Regions from separate parts of the Zea mays genome. Here all the other regions are linked to region 1. Evidence: chromatin contacts called from public Hi-C data. All regions are on one chromosome and are shown on one strand. Each heading gives the region's core, a stretch centred on a gene start, on an enhancer-like site or on the middle of the called end of the contact. The rest is flanking DNA. Distances are from core to core; before and after follow the strand shown.

Region 1 (3,552 bases), core at 603-3,102:
GAATTTGCCTTACCTCTGATTCAACTTCATCCGAAGAAAGTGGTGGTCACGTACAGTGGTCTCTAACTCTCTATAGAATGCTGCTGGGAGCAGTTAAATAAGGTACTGCTACTACTACTATGTACAGGTGCAGTCAAAGCTGTTCTGAAGCTACGATTACAGCCAAGTCATCTTCCATATCATATTCGCTGGCACGTCACGTCACACCTGAAGCTCAGTCGTTCGTCGAAGGATCAACACAATTCTGGACGACAGCACAGCAAGAACACCAGGATGGATGGCCATGGCCAGCCTGCTACTGAATGCTGATGACATGCTGCTGCGGCTGCGTCCGCTCCTCTGCCGCATGATCTGAAGCCTGGCCGTGCACAACCTGCACACCGCCAGTCACGCCTCAGCTTGAAACTGCATGTACGGTCATCTTGCAGCATGACCTTTCGTAAAAAGATCCAGACAAACCTGCCGATGCCGGCGTCGGTGCAGCAGCTCGGTAACCGCCACCAGTATGATGTAGACCGGAATGACGATGGCCGCGGTTCTAAGCATCAGCAGCTGTTTTTTTTCCCAAGGAGGATGATTTGTGCTAGGTAGGTTAGACAAGCATCCACATGCGACGCACCTAGGTTTGCAAGGATGTGTTGTGATCCAGAGCCTTACCGTGACCACTGCAACGGTGTAGGCGTCTTGGTCACCCAGGAAGACGGAGACGGCGTCGCGGAAGACGAGGAGGACCATCAGCTGAATGAAGGGTGGACGTTTCAGAATGTCAACTCTTCTTTCTTTTGGACGAACAGGAAACCGGCCATGTACTGAACTGTACTTACAGCGATGGCGATTATGCGACAGCATAGTACGCCGGTAGGATCCGGCGTTTGGTCGTGTCCGTAGCCTGTCGACGTAGCGGAGTGATCCGCGTTCTGCATCGGCCGTGCTTGGATGTAGCCAGGAGCACTGCAGGTTGAGAAACGAGATAGATGGATGGATGGATGGATGGGTATACAATGCACTCCTGGTTAGCGGTCAGATTCGTTCTTGCGATAACAAGCCAAGTCCCAAGGCACCTACCTGAAGAAAAACGTGTTTCTTCCGCGCTGAAACAGCTTTGAAGAGGCAGTGTAGTTTGGCACAAATTGCTGCACGGCCGTGGATCACAAGATAGCAGTCAGTTTAGTTTCCTTTTTCTTTCTTTTTTTTTTCTTTTGGATGTGAAACACTATCTCAGCACTAGATTAGGATTTCACCTGCAAGCATATCTCACACACGGTGTCTCCCTTCTCGTCACACCACCGCTGAATGCATCTGCGATGGGCGTACTGCAACAGAACACATTATATTAACCCTCCGAAGTTCGAATTCCTGGAACTTTTCTCCCCTCGCTCCTCCAAAAACAATTGCTGAAACGGACTAGGATCGGATAAGCATGACGGCCGATGACGCGTTGTACCTTCAAGCTTCCCTTGCAGGAGCAAGGAGCCTCCATGCAGGCCTCGTCGCCGTCCTCCTGACAGATCCTGCACTCTACCAGCACACCGCTCGCCGGCCCCTCGTCTTGGGCAGACACACCGCGCGCAGCCGACGTGGTGGTAGAGGGCACGGCAGAGACGTCGTCGTCAGTGGCGGACCGAAGACTGGGCTCCGCGAGCGACCGGCCCGCCATCACCGCGGAGCGGCCTGCCGTCGTCGATCCCGGGAAGGAAGCTCGAGACGACGAACCGCCCGAGCGTAAGAATGGTAATGAAGACGGATGCAGACGGAATGGAAGGGGGCGGGGAAGAAGGGCAGCGCCAGCGGCGGGCAGGCTGAAGGGGAAGGCTTGCGGCGAGGGATTTGGATATCTGAAGCGCCGAGAGAATGCCGCAGGGAAGCAAGAGATGGAGTAGGCGGCTAGGCGCCTCTTTGGCACTGCTGAGTGCTGACAGTTGCTTGCTTCTCAAACATCTTACAACAAAATCGTTGGTGCATGCAGCGAACAAGGCACCGCCGGGGAATTCGGCGGCAAACCGATCGAGTGTTGATTGCTGCCTTAATAAATAAAGATATTCTTTCCCCACTAAAACACAAACAAGTTATAGTTAGAGAAATAATGGAGCCATACCATATCATTGCTCTAAGCGTTGTTCAAGCAAGCATTGTTCTGGTATCCGAATTACAACAAAATCGCATTAGCATTTTTGTATCCTGTTGATGCTGATAGGCTGGTATCCGGTATCCTCTTTCGCTTGTCGGTTTGTCATAAACCATGCGATTCTGGTTTGGTTTAGGGGTGGGGAAGTTGACAAGGGAAGAAAAGAAAGGTGTTGCATCATATGGATTAGAGCTCTGATGATACCTGCAGTCTCACCTTTCGTACACGTTTCCATGTCTTGTTACCAATATGTGGGGTCCTCCCCTCCTTAGTCATGCATGTTTCACGAGATGGTCGTCAGTAAAAAGCCATCCTAGTTTTGGAAATAATAGCTCACATTTTCAAAATTTAAACATTGGTAATATGCATGACTTGTTTTTTTTCTTCTTCGAGCCAACAGTGTTTTGCTCCCAATTACACGAAATTAGTTCATTGCTTGCCAGCTGTTCATTGCTCCCAGTTACACGGATTGTGATTTCATCATCTTTTTTTATATATATTTTGCTTCATCATTAGCTGTTCTACAACATGTTGGCGCATGACGGTTCCCCTATCAAAACAAAAACGAAGACTGATGTTTCTGTTCAGGGATAATTCACAAATTCATCTTGACAATGCCTCAACACATCATCATAACGACACAGTAAACAGTAAAATATTATTATATTGTTGGTATATGAGACCAGACCATTACATCACCAGTATCCACTACACCTAGCTACTTTCACTTCAGAAAACAATAAACCATGAGCCATCATATGGTTTATTACACCATAAACAATAAACCAGGCAAAATTCACTGTTGCTTTTCATTTTTTTTTCTTTTTTTGGAAAGAAACCACTATATTACACCCAAAAACATATATATATGAGGTCAATCTGTCTTCCACACCACAAGTGGCCCCATCTTCTGATGCTCGCACGGCCGAAGCTTGTTCATCGCTCGCCCCATCATCGCCATCGCTGCAATGCTTGGGAACCGACCTTCGAGTTCTTCAGATGGCCGGCCAGGCTTTGTTGCTTGCCTTCCCTGGCCTGGGCCTTCATGGAAAACAGGAGTGCCTCCCTGGCACCATCTTCCTATCCAGCTATTCACGCTCTTCGCTGGAATTGGGGTACTTTCTTGCTTTTCTTGCGTTTTTTCCACTTTATCCAAGCTCTGGTCCTCCATAACACAGTCAGTTGTTCCAGTGTCAGTCCTGTTGCAAGGAAGTGCCATGTCAAACGAACGATTTCTTTGCCTGAGTGGAGGGCTGCCTCCAACGTTTGGCCTCCTGGAACCAGGGATGTCAGGATCTGGTATGTCAGGCTGTAGGCGCTTGAGCCATCTGTCACTTGGCTCGGCACCTATTGGTGGTTGAATTCTACCAATGGAAATTTGATTTCTCATTCTGCTCATCTGGGAAAGTATCAGATCTAGGTTCGTG
Region 2 (3,652 bases), core at 104-2,603, 250 kb after region 1:
AACTGACGAACATTGTTGAGAGCTTCACATGTCATAACCCAGTCCTTTGAATCCAACCTTTTAACTAAGGTCTGTTGAAAAAGTAGAAACAATAAAACTTAGCTTTGACTAGAACTAAAAACAAAGAGAAACCAATCTGTCCAATAAAATATCACAAATATGCAAACAGGTGCCATACACATAGAGCTGCATCAACATCTGGTAGATCCACTAGATTCTCAGAATCAATGTACTCCACGTCTGCATTTCCAGCCTCGTTTCCATTTGTCACAGCGCCAGGGCAACAAGACGGAACATTTTGTTCCTTGTTGGCACATTTGTTGCCATTCAACACAGGCTTGCTAATGCAGGATTTCACAGAATTGTCATTTCCATTCTCCACGTCTTTTGATTGAGAAACATTGGGTTCTTTCAAAGAGCTTGTTGACATTTTCACGCCCTACATGGGTTATTCACAGAAAAAAAGGCACTTAAGAAAAAAAATGAACAAAATCCAGGCCCTCCCTACAGGTACAGATTAATAAAATAGGTTAGAGTATCTCTGGTGATTATGTGGAACGCTGTCCATACTAAATCGACAGTCCATAGTGCAGTCAACCAGTCCATGGAACAAGGGTCGAGGAATAAAACAACAGTGCAAAAACATAATTAATGGAAGCCGAAATTTAGATGGTTCCGCCGCACCAATAATCATCGGATGCACACTCAATAATCAAGGCACAAAAGCACACTCAAACATCAAGGCACAAAAGCACACTCAATGACAAATGATAATCTAATCACCGACGAGATCTCACCACGTTAAATTCTACAAGTAATAGATCTCATCGAGGCTTAAGGCCAGGACGACTTAGCCTACAGTGACCGGCACACTCAAGCAGTACCCACAAAGGTTTGGTAACTTATCAGCAACAGTGCCACAGGTGGAAACGTAGAACCTAACCGAACCACGCAGCACATAAATCTATCTAGAAGTAACAGAATGTGCAGGAGAATGAACTGGATTCAATCAGCCCACAGCCACAGCGAAGTGGTAAAAAACCACTACCATTACACAGGCCAGACCCAGAAAGGGACATGGGTCATCGGCGTACACTTGCACACACAGTATTCCTTGCAAAGGAACCAGGTAGTACGAATGCGTACAGTTGTAAGTAGATCAGATCCAAATACAGAAAGCCAAATAGTTAAGGCTAGGGTTCCAGTTTTATCGGTTCCGCGCAGAAGGAGCGGAAGAGAGAGGGTGCGCATACCTGGTGAGTGCTCGTCGCCGGCGAAGGTCTGGCGAAGCGCGTCGGCGGTCGCTGCACGAGAGAGAGAGAGAGGCAGAGCACACGCCGGGTGAACGGAGAAGAGGCGTTGAACTGGTGAGGACAGGGTGTTTTTTCTTTCTTTTTCGCTTTGATGTCAATTTTGTCATTGTCTTTTTACAAATAGATCCCTGGCAGGCTGGCAGTAGTGGCAGTGGCAGAAGTATTTCACAATACCTAGATTTTGTACCATGTGTTTGGTTCCTGTACATGGGCCAAGCCCAATACAGTTTAAAGGCGCGCAGGCCCAAACCACGACCCACTCTCTAATGCTATTACATGGCCGGGGCTAGGTCAAGGTCATCAAACCTGTATCCTTTTTTCATTTTTACGTTTAAACATATTCGAAATCTCAAAACGATACGACCGCCGCCACGGCAATGCAGGTCAGCTCAACGTTACATACTTACATATACACGGCCATTGTGGGCACGAAGGCACGCACACAAGGTGGCATCGCCTGTTAAGAGCCCAAGGTCAGTGTCCAGCAGGAACAAGGCTCGGCTGATCGAAGCAGCAGTCAAGTTTCTGAAACCTGGCCTGCAGTCCAGGAATCGCCGCCTCTTGGAGACACGCGTATTTGGAGTATCCATGCAGCAGCAGCAGCGGTGATAGTGCGCCCGGTGCTGCTGCTGACTACGTAATGTGTCCGATCAATTCGTAAGAGATATGTGACACGTTGGCATACCAAAAAAAAATATTAGGTGCTCGCAATCTAGGATCTCTGGGTCTCTGGAAGATTCTACTTGTGGTCAGAGGACTGAAGAGGATACTTCATACTTGTAAGAAGAGCATTCCAAGTAAAAGATCAGACGAGAATGTACCATGTCAATCGCAACCTGAGTATTTATTTGCTCTTCAGCTCAACTGAGTCGGCTTGAGTTGGGGACAGTGTTCAGAAGGTCTCCAACTGTATCGCTGATACAAACCGAGATGTTCCCAGGAAACAGCTGAAGGGCAACACAGGAAATATATGAGCGAATATATTTCAAATCGTAGAAATACAGTTAGTTTGGGACGGGAGCGAGTAATTCTCAGACTCCTCATGTGCACAGTCACTTTTTCCTCATAATACATCCAGGTGGGGTTCCTCCCCCAGTTCACTCTATAAAAAAACTATCACACCTACGGTCACAAGGTTTCTACCCCGTCGATATATATATACAAATGGATTGCATAAAAGAAATTATAGAGGGCGAGAACACTCTGCCGTATCAGTCTTGATAACTCTGGTGTTGTAAGAACCACAGAAACCACACTTGTGGTAGAGCCAATGAAACCGTGACCTGCCTTTTCTCTCGCAGTCGTTACACAGTATATCCTGAAACAGCCACGCAACGATGATAAACGTAATGTGAGCTATATGAATGAAATAATGAAACCGGGACTGCGATAATGGTTTACCTGGCACCGGTCCTGGTATTCCTCAGGAAGCTGTTCTGCAGCCAGCAAACCATCAAGCATGCCAAAATACACCTTCAGAAACAAAAACGTCACATTAGCTATTTTACTGGACTGGAGAAAAGCGCAAACCGCTGTAGGACTTATGTATCGTCGAGAACTGTGAGCAGAATAACATGTCCAAAACTAAGATCAACTATAATTTGGAATGTACGGAGTATTGATCTTCAAGCCTACAAGGGTCCTTGGTCACCCCTCAAATTATTTTGGAGAAGAGAGAGCGCAATAATAGTATGCCTATGGACTGCCAACGGCAGAACAAACCGAAATGGCGAACGCAAAATAACTCCTTATGCTTAAGCGGCGTAGTTTACCGTCATATCTCCCAAGGATTTGCAGCAGATTGGACAAGTGTAGTGGGTACAAGTATATGCCTGAAATAGTAAGGTCGAATGTATTAGAATTAGAACAGCACTTACCCCGTCCATAATAGCAAACCAGAATGCAACTAGACTGCCATACCTGAAAACAAGCCGAATGCATGAAGTGGCCACAAGGAAGGCCTTTAACTGGTGCACTCGATGTAAACAAAAAGTCGCAGCAGATTGGACAGTTCATCTCTAGCATCTTTTCCCGGCATTTATGTTCTATCATCTTTATGCCAAGGCAACAATTGCACTTCATGCAATGAAAAAAATCAGTGCCCAATCCGCTCCCAAGGCGACACAAGTTGCAAAAAGGACAATGGTAGACACTCCTGAGAAACAACCGAGAATTAGGATTGCAAAATATCTCAAAGATTGAACCACGTCAGACGAGAATTTAACTTCAAGTAATAATGCAATGAAGTAAATAAACCAAATGAGGCACATAACACATTTACAGCGTGTTTGGTTTGAGGAATGAGGTAGTCCATCATGTTCTCACTCCTCACTTTCTTG
Region 3 (3,663 bases), core at 1,107-3,606, 170 kb after region 1:
AAAGCAAGAGACACCAAGTTATGGTGATCCTCATAGGGGTCTAAGTGACCCGTTTGATTAAGGAGAAAAGCTCACTCGATCTAGGTGACCGTTTGAGAGAGGGAAAGGGTTAAAAGAGACCCGGTCTTTGTGACCACCTCAACGGGGAGTAGGTTTGCAAGAACCGAACCTCGGTAAAACAAATCACCGTGTCATCCGCTCTATTTCCTTGGTTGATTTGTTTTTGCCCTCTCTTTCGGACTCGGTTAGATTTCTAACACTAACCCGGCTTGTAGTTGTGCTTAAAGTTTATAAATTTTAGATTTGCCTATTCACCCCCCTCTAGGCAACTTTCAACCCCCAACCACCACCACTCCAAGCATCCAAGTTTCCAGCACTTCACATTCAATACAAGAGCTAGTGCATTCACTCATAGACATAAAATCAAAAGAATCAAAGCCTCTCCAAGTGCAAAATCCACTCTGACCACTTAGTGACTTGAGAGAGAGTTTTTGTTCGTGTTCTTTGCGCTCTTGTTGCTTGGATCGCTTTCTTCCTTCCTCATTCTTGTTCCCAAGAGACTTGTAATCAAAGCAAGAGACACCAAGTGTGTGGTGGTCCTTGTGGGGTCTAAGTGACCCGTTTGATTAAGGAGAAAGCTCAATCGGTCTAAGTGACCGTTTGAGAGAGGGAAAGGGTTGAAAGAGACCCGGTCTTTGTGACCACCTCAATAGAACTGAACCTCGGTAAAACAAATCACCATGTTCATCCGCTTTATTTCTTGGTTGATTTGTTTTCCCCTCTCTTTCTGTCACACCCAGTTTTAGAAGGCAAACCGAATGCGAACCATGTACGTGTCAGGATCAGCAATTCACGTACACAACAGTTACATAACTGGACATCATCACATTGTGCTCAAACAATGACATAAAATAGGGTATAATAGTCGATTACATCATGATGTCCGAGACATCCACATAGTCTTTAACAATAATCAAAGTGCGGAAAAGAAACGTAGATACACACGGCCTACAGAGGCAGCCGACTGGGGGTTTGCCGCCAACCCACGCCTAGAACTCATCGTACTCTTGGAACTCCTGGAAGTCCTCCTCCACAACTTCATCTTCACCTGAGCAGTGGTTGCAACACGGACAACCTGGGGGGGTTTGGTGTGTAAAGCAAGGGTGAGTACACATCAACATACTCAGCAAAATGTCCCGTTTGGCTGTAGTGGACTAGCTTTATGTGGAGTTAAGCAAGCAGTTGCTTTTAGTTGGTCAGGTTATTATTTACTAGTAGAAAGCCAGGTTTTAGCATTAACCCAAGTTATTAACCCGATGTACCCTTTCCAAACGAAAAGAATACCACTTACCAGTACCATAGGCATAACCAAAACCATCGTCCTCGTCACCTCCTGTAAACCATACATCTCTGATCAAGTATCTCTAATCAATGGAGCTCCCTTGGCCGCTCATAACCATGAGCACGGTTGATATATCAGTTTCATAACACTCTGCAGAGGTTGCACACTTTACCCACAAGCCGTGATTCCCTCTTGCCTCGGGCCGATCAAACCCTTAAACACTACCAAGGTGAATAGGTAGGGTTTCACTACGTAGCCTTTACAAAGATTTCCTGGGGCTGTAGCCACCCGTTAGGTTTCCTAAATGCACCGCACTCCTCCCCAAGGGGGCGAACCAACCTTGGCAGAGCGAGCCGCATACACCGAGCCCCATTAACGGCACGACGGCGAAGCGAACTACACCTCAGTTCCTCTAATTATTCAGCTAAGGGCGTCCCACTACACCCTCATGGTTGCACTGTTTTCCCGGGCGGTCATCCAACGAATAGGTCCTTACGGAGAGGCACTCGAGAAACAGCTCGAGCCCCCTAAATCTCACAGTACCATCATCATAATCAAAAGAGAAAACAGCGTATCATAGATAATCTCATCATGTTCATTGATTAATGTGAAGCGCTAGCATAAAGCTAAAATAAAATAACCCAACCAAAATAGGTAACCAAGGACAAGATAGACAAAAGCTACTCAATTCTTAGGTATAAACTGTGTAAATGCGGGGAATGAATTATAAGAATGAGTAGGACATAGATGGGTCAAGGGACTTGCCTTCACCAACCGACTGCTGCTCAGGGTCTTCACCTGCAACTCCTTCGGACTCCGCCAACTGACCGTTATCTATACGAGATCAAACATACATTCCACACATTTAATACAAAGAACAATACATTTAGATATCATAGTAGTTGACTGATCATGGAATATCCAGACATCATAATAGTCGATTGATCAAGAAACAAAACTGCAATTGTCATTAGAATGTAAATAATTTTACACACACATACACGGACCGAAGAAGGGGAAAAAAAGAAAAAGAAAAGAGGAAAATCCTCTCCGGTGTCCTGTCCTCTCCCCTTATCCGCCACCAGCAAGGCCAAAACCCGACACGCCTTCTCACCCCAAATCCATGGCGCCACCGGGCTAAAAACCCCAACCGCCGGTCCGCCCTCGCTCCATGGCGCTCTCCGAGCTCCCGCTCCACCACTCCTTCCGCCTCTCGTCCCGCCCCAGCATCCACAGCCTCCTCCCGCTCCGCCTCCTCTCCTCTTCCTCTTCCTCGTCCTCCGCCGCCGCGGCTTCGGCCTCCTCCCCTTCCTCCACCGGTGGCAATCGCGCGGCCCCCAGCACCGGCGCTCCGTGGCTGCAGAGGTGGGCGCCCTCCGACCCCTCCCGTCCCGCCCCAGCTCCGGCTCCCATCCCGTCCCCGACCACGTCCATAGACCGCATCGTCCACCGCCTCCGCAACCTCGGCCTCGCCTCCGACGAAGACGACCCCTCTGCCTCCGCCTCCGCCTCCGCTGCCACGGCCGCCGCACCCCCGGACGGCACCGAACGCCTCGGCGACCTGCTCCACCGCGGCTGGGCGCGGCCCGACCACCAGTTCGCGGCCGCGGGCTTCGACGATGCCGTCCTCCCGTGGGAGAGAGACGACGAGACCACGGGGCCGGTGAGGGACGAGGAGGATGGGACCAAGAGGAGACGGGTCAAGGCGCCCACGCTGGCCGAGCTCACCATCGAGGACGGGGAGCTGCGCCGGCTGCGCAGGTTGGGGATGACGCTTCGCGACCGCATCACCGTGCCCAAGGCTGGAGTCACCACGGCCGTCACGGAGAAGATCCATGACGCCTGGAGGAAGTCGGAGCTGGTCCGGCTCAAGTTCCACGAGGACCTCGCGCACGACATGAAGACAGCTCATGAGCTCGTAGAGGTTTGCACCATTTTGCCCCTGCCCTAGTGCCCTCTATCTCTGATCTCAAATTATGTGTCACTTGCAGCTTGTTCCTCAATACCGATTAGTTTAGTGATGCGACAGTGGCAATTTAACCTGCATTGCATTTTCCAATTTACGGTGAATTTGAGTCCCACTTGGCGTTATTGTTTGTCTTTCAAAAATGGATTCCTAACACAAGTTTGTGTGCATTGATCAGCGACGCACAGGCGGATTGATCATATGGAGGTCTGGAAGTGTAATGGTGGTTTACCGAGGGAGCAATTACAAAAGGCCTCTGAAATCTCAGGCTCTAAATGGTGCCTCATCACCAGTGAAGGGCGAAGATGGTGCATTGTTCATCCCAGATGCCTCCAACCCTGTTGAGAGTAATATT
Region 4 (3,442 bases), core at 857-3,356, 250 kb before region 1:
GTTTTCCATATTAAACAGCATATAGGGGGGCCTATGCATGGCATGATTTAGTGGTGACTGTGACATGATTGCCCACTGTTGTTAGTGTCCACAATTATTTCAGATGTTTATTCATTTGGCATGTTGACAAATTATGACCTTCAAATGCTAGTCACATGAAGGGACTAAAATAACCTGGTTGTCAGAGTCTGATTGAGTTATATCTACTCCTTTTTTCCAGACTTGCCACCAATAAGATTAGGTTTATAGTAGAAGTGGTAGGTGCAAGTAATATAGAATGAACCTAATTCCATATGGCACCTGGGTTATTGAGATGCATACTGCAACAAGCAACTGAAACACTTATTAGATTAGATTTGTCAGGGCATGTTACCTGGAAGTGGGAACTGGTAATACAATGAGCAATTCGCCGAAACAACGGTACCATACATTTCTGAAATTCTGCTTGGCTGGTAGACTCCAAGATCTCTTCAATCTCACTGAGAAACATCACTTCCTTCTGACAGTTTGTTATCGGCCAATATCTTAACAAACCAATTATCACTGAGCTTGCAAGCTTTGGGTCCTTTTCCAGAAACTGTGTTACACAGTAGGTCAACTGCTGAAGATACACACCAACAGATTTTGGTTTGTGTAAAGGAATCAGAACTCTCCAAAGAAAGATCTTGTGTTCTTCTTTCAGAGGCAATGCAAACCCACTAATGACACTGCCAAAGACCTCCAGCAGCTCCGCGATCCCATTGTGCCGATCAGTCTCAAAGACAAACTGGTAAAATATGTTGCTCACTGCTTTGCGGATGAAAGGACGGTGTACCATGAACTTCCCATATACCCTGTGCAGAATAGTTTTCAAGCAATCCCTCTCTCTTGGATCCTCGGAGTCAAGAAGATTAAGGAGCTTCACGATGAATGAGTGATCAAAGTGCTTCTTCCCTACCTTCGCGTCCAAGGACGAGGATCCGATAAATTTCAGCAGCAGCTCATAAACAAGCTGCAGGTGGCACCACGCGGGGTCGAACATTGGCTCTTCCTCGTCGCCCTCACCACCACCTGATGAGCCAGATCTGCAACTCGGAGGGAACGCCCGGAACAGGTTGATGGCACACATCCTAGAGCAGGCCGCGATGGCTGCCTCCGAGAAGCGAGCGTTGGTCGACTCGACAAACTCTATAAGATCCAGCAATGCCTGCCTCTTGATATCCTTCTCCACTGAGCTCTTGTTCGGGTCCGAGAAATCGAAGACGACGCAGCACAGGCTCAGCTTGCTGACGAACAGGTTCTGCTTCTCCGAGTTGGGGACATCCTTGAACGAGACCAGCGGCTCGATACCGGCCACGACACTCGAGGGGAAGACGGCGGATGACATGCGCCGGATGGCGGAGGCCGGGCGGCCGGGCGGGATGCTCCCGCAGCTGCTCGTGCGCTGTATACCGGTGCCATTGCTGCACTGGCCCGAATCCCCGCAGGCCGGCGACTTCCGGGGCAGCTTGCTGAGGAGCTGCTTCCACATCTTGCGCAAAACCTTGACGGGTTCGTCACACCAATACCATGGCAACAGTAAGCCTTTCCACTGTCACGCCAGCACTAGCACGGGAACGGAGCAAGAAGCAGGATTACTCGCCAAAATATATACTACAGCTCTACCTCTACGTTTAAAGCGGCGGCAAGACTCCTCCGTAGATTTCTGGCACAGAAAAAACACAGCCCGAGAAAATGCAGCTAAATCTGGACCACGCTGAAGCAAACCAACCGAAGAAAAAGTATGAGCAAACCCGAAAACCCACCAGAGCTGAACGGACCCGCCTTGAAACCTCGAGCGAGAAGAGGAGGAGGAGGAATGGCAGCCGCCAGCCAATCTGGAGCTAGAGCGAAGGCCGTCACCACGGGAAGGCTGGGTTTCGCTCGGATCTGAGGCTCCCGGCCACGCGCTCGCCGGATCCAGGCGGCGTGGCGCTGGCGCGGCAGGTGGAGGAAGCGGAGACGGGAGAGGAGCTAGCACGGGGCGACGGCGAGCATGGGAGGCATTGGGAACCGGATCGAAATCTGCAGCGCCGCGCTTTGTCCGCTTCTCGGGACGGGATGAGAGAGAGAGAGAGAGAGAGGGCGAGGAGTGGAGGAGGGGAGGGCTGTGCCTGTTTGCTGTTTCTTGCGGGGAATGGTTTGTTTATCACGGGGCATGTACGGACAAAGAAGCAATTAAAGTGACGGTCTGCGGTGTACGGCTCACGAGGCCCGTGCAGATAGATGAAGCGAAATCTCATCACCCCAAATCCGGTGGCGGGGGCTTTGTCTACAGCTCTCCTAACTCTAATCCAAGAAAAAAACGGATCTAGGTTTTTTTTCTTTCAGAGAAAACTGTGTTCTTTTTTTTCATTTTGCACCCTAACGTATGGGGCCCAGGTGGCAATGAGACAAGAAGCGAGGTGGATTCACAGCTTCTGTATCGAAGAGGATCCTGGCTTTACTTGGGAATTGCTCCCGCTTTGTCGACGATTAAACGGGCGTAATTGCGCAGGAACGCAGGGGTGCATGTGCAAACCGCAGGCTTTAATCGGCGGTCCGGCGCCCCCGTCCTTGGGTGGGCACGGCGCTTTAATTCGAAAGGAGACGTGGTCACGGGCGGGGAGGGATTATCCCGGCCGTCCGTCGGCCGGGTGCGGGGACGGAGGGGGCAGATGGGTCGGCCGCGCCCGCGTACCGTGTGACCTCAGCGGCGGCCGTGCGGTGGGCCGGACCAGCAGCCCCGGCTGGCCGGCTCCGTCGCTGTCCCGCCGCAGGGGGCCTGCCGGCCGCGCTGCAGCGACGAGACTGTGCTTGCCTGTAGTTGGCCGCGGGCTCGGCTCGGCGTCGGGAGAGCGTGGCAGCAGACACTCGGCATGTGCGGAACCAGCGCCCATCCGTCACAGTTGTGCAATGAGAGGGTGCAGTGCAGTGCAGGCATACTCATGCAAAAACAATCACGGAACACGAGCTCCTCCGGCAATTCTTCAGTTCTGACCGTCTTGGCAACTCCGGTCCAGGGCCTCCATCATGCACGCATTCATGCCTAGTTAGTAGTGTGACAGATGACTGATTCGAACGCTCATTGCCCTCATTATATTGGCGCCATGGTCCCTGCCCAGTACTTGTAAAGGACATTTGCTGAACGAGGCGTAGGCTACCGTCACAAAGGCGCAGTGCTTAGGGCGACTGTACACCTTTTCTATAAGGCTATTGTTGGGGACTTGTTCTCAAATGCTAAGAATTAAGAACAAGGCAACATAGAAAATGTTAAGTGTAAAAGTCCTTCGTCCTCCATAACATTATATCCCTTTGGGATATAAAGCATCTCGGACGAAGGTTACGAAGGACGTAGCTTCGTAAGCGTGACAATGAGGAACGAAGCATTCATATAAATCATGAGATATGAAAATACTTAAATGTTATCATAAAATCATCTCCA
Region 5 (3,678 bases), core at 986-3,485, 180 kb before region 1:
AACCACAGAAGCTCCTTCCATCGTGCAAAACCAGAAGATATACTGGCACAACACTGCTATGGAAAATCTGAACAGTACGTGCTAATGGCTAATATTAAGACCTTCCATCTCGTTCACCACATCATCAGCTAACCTGGCCCGCAGAGATCCAAGGCAATTTTCGAATCCTTCAAGGGCTGCAAAGGTGCTCTCAGGTGCGCCACCGAGGTTCCCTATTTCCTTGCGCATCCCGTTGATGCCATTGTACAGTCTTTTTATAGCGAGCTCCATCTCAGACGAGTCTTGTGGTGGGTATACAGAAGCCCCAAGATCGTTGACCTGGTCTGCGATCTCCTTGCAGTGGCTCAGCAATTTCTCCATTGGCTCAACTCTGTCCTCATTAGCACCATCTTTGTCTTTGTTACCAGAGCTCCTGAGCAAACCAGTAATGAAACGAATTGCCTCTTTCACTACAACCAAGGAATCAGATACCACGTTAATAACCAACTTGGCAACAGCAACCTCTTCTTCAGTGAACTCATCGTCGTCGTCATCATCTAAATCAAGATCAGACCTCTCATCTCTATCAGAACAACTCGTTGTGTCGACAACACCATTGGAAGACTTCTCAGCAGTACTATCACCAGAACCACCAATAGGGAGCTCATTCATTTCTCGGAGAACATCTTTCAGACACACACCTATCCTGGTCATGGCTCGTCCTATGGCAATGCAGTTTGATGCAGGCACCTTCTTGAGAGCAGCACAAGCTTCCCATACAGTTCCTGTGACCTGGGGTATAGTTGTGTTGCGGTCAGAGCTGCGAGATTCTGCATTAGTTTTAAAAAAGGGGATATGTTAGCCCAATTTAAAATCTTCTCAGGGATCAAAATAAATGATGTGGGAGTCTATCTTGATGGTGAAAGTAATAGATTGCATGTTTGTCGTTATTTCAGATGTCCTTTACTATTAATTCACTCGACTAGATCTCAATATGATGCAACCAACAAAGTTAAAATGACACATGCTTCCCCTCACTTCAAATATGTGGAATTCAAATCAGCAAATTCACTCAAGTGACTATTTCTTCAGCAAGATTGCTTTACACTAAATTATGACTGATGTCTTCCAAATAAAAGAATCAGCAGGGTTGATCGGAAGGCATTGTTACATACAACAGCACCTTGGCAGGTTTTTTTACATACCATAAGCAGAGACAGCATGCTTGAACAATGAGAAGCTAGAGTCAACCACGTCTTTTGCAGACCCAAAGATGGACTTGTGTAGAGTAGGCCCAGCACCGACCATGCTTCCGTGGCAAACCAAAAGAAATCCCTGTAGGATGTTGAAATAAGCAACGATGTTCTCTTTGAGGGTCTCTACATCAGGCAAGTCACCGCTCCAGAGCATTCCAGCTGCAGCATAAGACAAACATCGGCCAAAAACCATAAATGCCAAGTCGCATCACCAACGAAACAGTATCGATTTACTGCAACCAGATGGAAGGTGTATACTAATGACCCAAAGGTAGCTAAAACAAATTGCCAAATACCTATAGAGCTAACACAGATACTCACATACATTCATGTTCATCAAAGAGATTATACAGACTCTGGTAACTGCAAAGTGCCCAGTTAATTCCAATACCGGAATCTGACCCCTCATGGGCGTATTAGTTCAGACAGAACAAACCTGTCAAACTTTAAGCTGAAAACACCACGTACATCCAGCGAAATTCCCAATCAATTCAGCTACATATGCATGCTCCGGACAGCTAAGCTCGCGAAACTATTACATGAAATCGATCGATTTTGGACATACCGACGGTGGCCTGCCTGGAGACCTGGTCGCCGAGCTTAACGACCTCAGACCACTCCGTCCGCTCCAAGGCCCCCGGAGCCGACTCCGCCATCATCTGACAAACCAAACCAAGAGCAAGCAAACGTGTGAACCGCGCGGCGAGGTTATCGCGTGGGATGGTATCGGGGCTGCGCCAAGACCGCGGTTTGGTTGGGTCATGCTCGTACGCCGTACCTGGAAGGTGTCGCTAATGGTCTGGAGATGCGACTCCAGGAAGCGGGACAGCTCGCCGCCGCCCGCTGCTTTCTTCGCTCGTCCTACTTTCTTCGACATGGCGAGGGCCCTTGTGGTGCGTCGCGTTGGGGCTGGGAAGATGAGGGCGGCGCGAGCGGCGCGGAGGATCCGACCGGGACAGGAGGCGGCAGCGGCGGCGCGGGGTTTATGCGCGGTTAGGGCTGGAGCATCTGGACGATGACGTCGGAGTTGCGCGAGCCGTATAAGGCACATCAAGATTCGTGCGAGTAAACGTCTATACAATCTCACGATTCTCACCGCCACAAAAGGCTGCAAAACAGGCTTGTTAACTCGAGCATGGTTTGGAATTATTTATTACGACCAAAACTTTGGTCTTTGGGAATCCTGCTCCTGTCATTTGCAATGTGGATCCAGGCTATTCACTTCAAATTAAAGTTAGTTATTTGAATGTAATTCATAAAGATAAAAAAATTTGTAAAAGTCGAAGAACAAACCGGTACGAATTAAAGTAAGCGAACAGGCTTACTTCGCAAGCCAAAAAATATCCAAGACTTTCTACATAGTTTCTGTATTAGACGGTGCCGTATTAGACACCACTTCAAATCTCAGAGCAAACCTAGCTTTCAAATTTCTCTCTCACTTACAACGTAGCATAATTAATTTAGCATAATTACAAAGTGAATAAAGAATACACCATCCAAGATAATGATTGGTCATTCGTATTACAGAACTGTGCATTGTTGGCCCAGAATTAGTTTGGAACCAAAATATGCAGTGACCTTGCTTTAATAATTAATTACAACTGGTTATGATGTCGCGGTTATTTCAATTTATTAATCAATCTCATGTTGTCAACAATGCATGATCTATCGTGACAAACCAAGTTCCTGCCAGGGGCAGCAGAAAAATGGCCACCCCTAAAACGTAAGTTACATCACAAACCATATCAAATATGTACAACGCCTATATAAAATTCGAAAAAGAAAAGTAGCAAACTGAAACAATCAGAGCTGCTTTCTCCTGAACCTTTGGTGACTCCTCCATGACCACGAAAGCAAGAAAATCACGAGTGCAGTCCCGACCGAGCTCCAAAAGATGATCAGCCAGGTAGGCATCGGGTCATGAAACAGCCCTGCTCAGATTGCTGAACGTCAGGCAAACGGTTTGTAGAACATAGCCTTTTTTAACATATATATCAGATTTTATACTGATTTGACAAGTGAAAGAGGGAAGCTTACCATGCCCAAACTTCATGCAGATAAGCAGCTCCACTATGCATATAGCTAGAGAGAGCCAACAGAAGGCTCCAACCTTCTTCACCGGTTTCCTGTGATGACCAACGCCAGCACCAAATATTAGTAACCAATTTAAAATTTTCTAATGCTGGTCATGCGTGCTGTTGCTAACGAATGAATGACGCTCTTGGACTAACCTGTCTTGCAGGTAGGAGTTGTACTCGCGGATGGTTGGGATGGCGATCAGCCACCAGAGGATCAATCTGTACACGACCAAGGGGTTCCTTGGAGGGATCCAAAGGCAAAACTTAAGGAAGAATGTGTTAAGCTCCACGGTCATGAAGACAACGCAGAGGAACAGCACTTGGATGAACCGCAGTGGCCCCATGAAAGGATGCCACTGATCCTT

Evidence for each region. A called contact is a pair of places that touch in the nucleus more often than the background predicts.
Region 2: a contact with region 1 is called in a Hi-C map of endosperm, with 2.1 times the contacts expected there. The contact joins the promoter of LOC100273726 here to the promoter of LOC100193856 in region 1. A contact is called at or near these places in 7 of 25 Hi-C or Micro-C datasets (bundle sheath, ear, endosperm and 3 more).
Region 3: a contact with region 1 is called in a Hi-C map of tassel, with 5 times the contacts expected there. The contact joins the promoter of LOC103630698 here to the promoter of LOC100193856 in region 1. A contact is called at or near these places in 12 of 25 Hi-C or Micro-C datasets (bundle sheath, ear, leaf and 3 more) and 1 of 3 datasets of contacts at active chromatin or transcription factors (seedling).
Region 4: a Hi-C map of ear shows a contact between it and region 1, with 1.7 times the contacts expected there. The contact joins the promoter of LOC100282594 here to the promoter of LOC100193856 in region 1. A contact is called at or near these places in 3 of 25 Hi-C or Micro-C datasets (ear, leaf and tassel).
Region 5: a contact with region 1 is called in a Hi-C map of ear, with 3 times the contacts expected there. The contact joins the promoter of LOC100194118 here to the promoter of LOC100193856 in region 1. A contact is called at or near these places in 8 of 25 Hi-C or Micro-C datasets (bundle sheath, ear, endosperm and 3 more).

What each region holds. Positions count from the first base shown.
Region 1 is chr6:174,462,705-174,466,256 of Zm-B73-REFERENCE-NAM-5.0, reverse strand. It overlaps LOC100193856 (RING/FYVE/PHD zinc finger superfamily protein), which reads right to left and starts at 1,852. Exons shown (of 7, transcript NM_001138937.1): 1 at 1,445-1,852; 2 at 1,242-1,313; 3 at 1,066-1,133; 4 at 825-951; 5 at 658-738; 6 at 460-552; 7 at 1-373. The coding sequence starts at 1,657. The coding sequence ends at 296. It overlaps LOC103630699, which reads right to left. Exons shown (of 4, transcript XM_020539644.2): 4 at 2,759-3,552. The coding sequence ends at 3,000.
Region 2 is chr6:174,211,445-174,215,096 of Zm-B73-REFERENCE-NAM-5.0, reverse strand. It overlaps LOC100273726, which reads right to left and starts at 1,353. Exons shown (of 6, transcript NM_001148136.1): 1 at 1,254-1,353; 2 at 179-439; 3 at 1-71. The coding sequence starts at 430. It overlaps LOC103630692 (zinc finger protein-related), which reads right to left. Exons shown (of 14, transcript XM_008651747.3): 11 at 3,234-3,468; 12 at 3,086-3,145; 13 at 2,715-2,786; 14 at 2,269-2,631. The coding sequence ends at 2,497.
Region 3 is chr6:174,298,090-174,301,752 of Zm-B73-REFERENCE-NAM-5.0, reverse strand. LOC103630698 (CRM-domain containing factor CFM3, chloroplastic/mitochondrial-like) reads left to right here and starts at 2,356. Exons shown (of 9, transcript XM_008651752.4): 1 at 2,356-3,266; 2 at 3,487-3,663. The coding sequence starts at 2,514.
Region 4 is chr6:174,714,205-174,717,646 of Zm-B73-REFERENCE-NAM-5.0, reverse strand. It overlaps LOC100282594 (Serine/threonine protein phosphatase 2A 57 kDa regulatory subunit B'), which reads right to left and starts at 2,106. Exons shown (of 3, transcript NM_001353132.1): 1 at 1,785-2,106; 2 at 374-1,684. The coding sequence starts at 1,510.
Region 5 is chr6:174,639,675-174,643,352 of Zm-B73-REFERENCE-NAM-5.0, reverse strand. It overlaps LOC100194118, which reads right to left and starts at 2,235. Exons shown (of 4, transcript NM_001139171.2): 1 at 2,014-2,235; 2 at 1,801-1,894; 3 at 1,185-1,394; 4 at 1-809. The coding sequence starts at 2,112. The coding sequence ends at 82. LOC100283193 (phosphatidylserine synthase 2) reads right to left here. Exons shown (of 13, transcript NM_001156095.1): 11 at 3,467-3,678; 12 at 3,273-3,361; 13 at 2,734-3,166. The coding sequence ends at 3,039.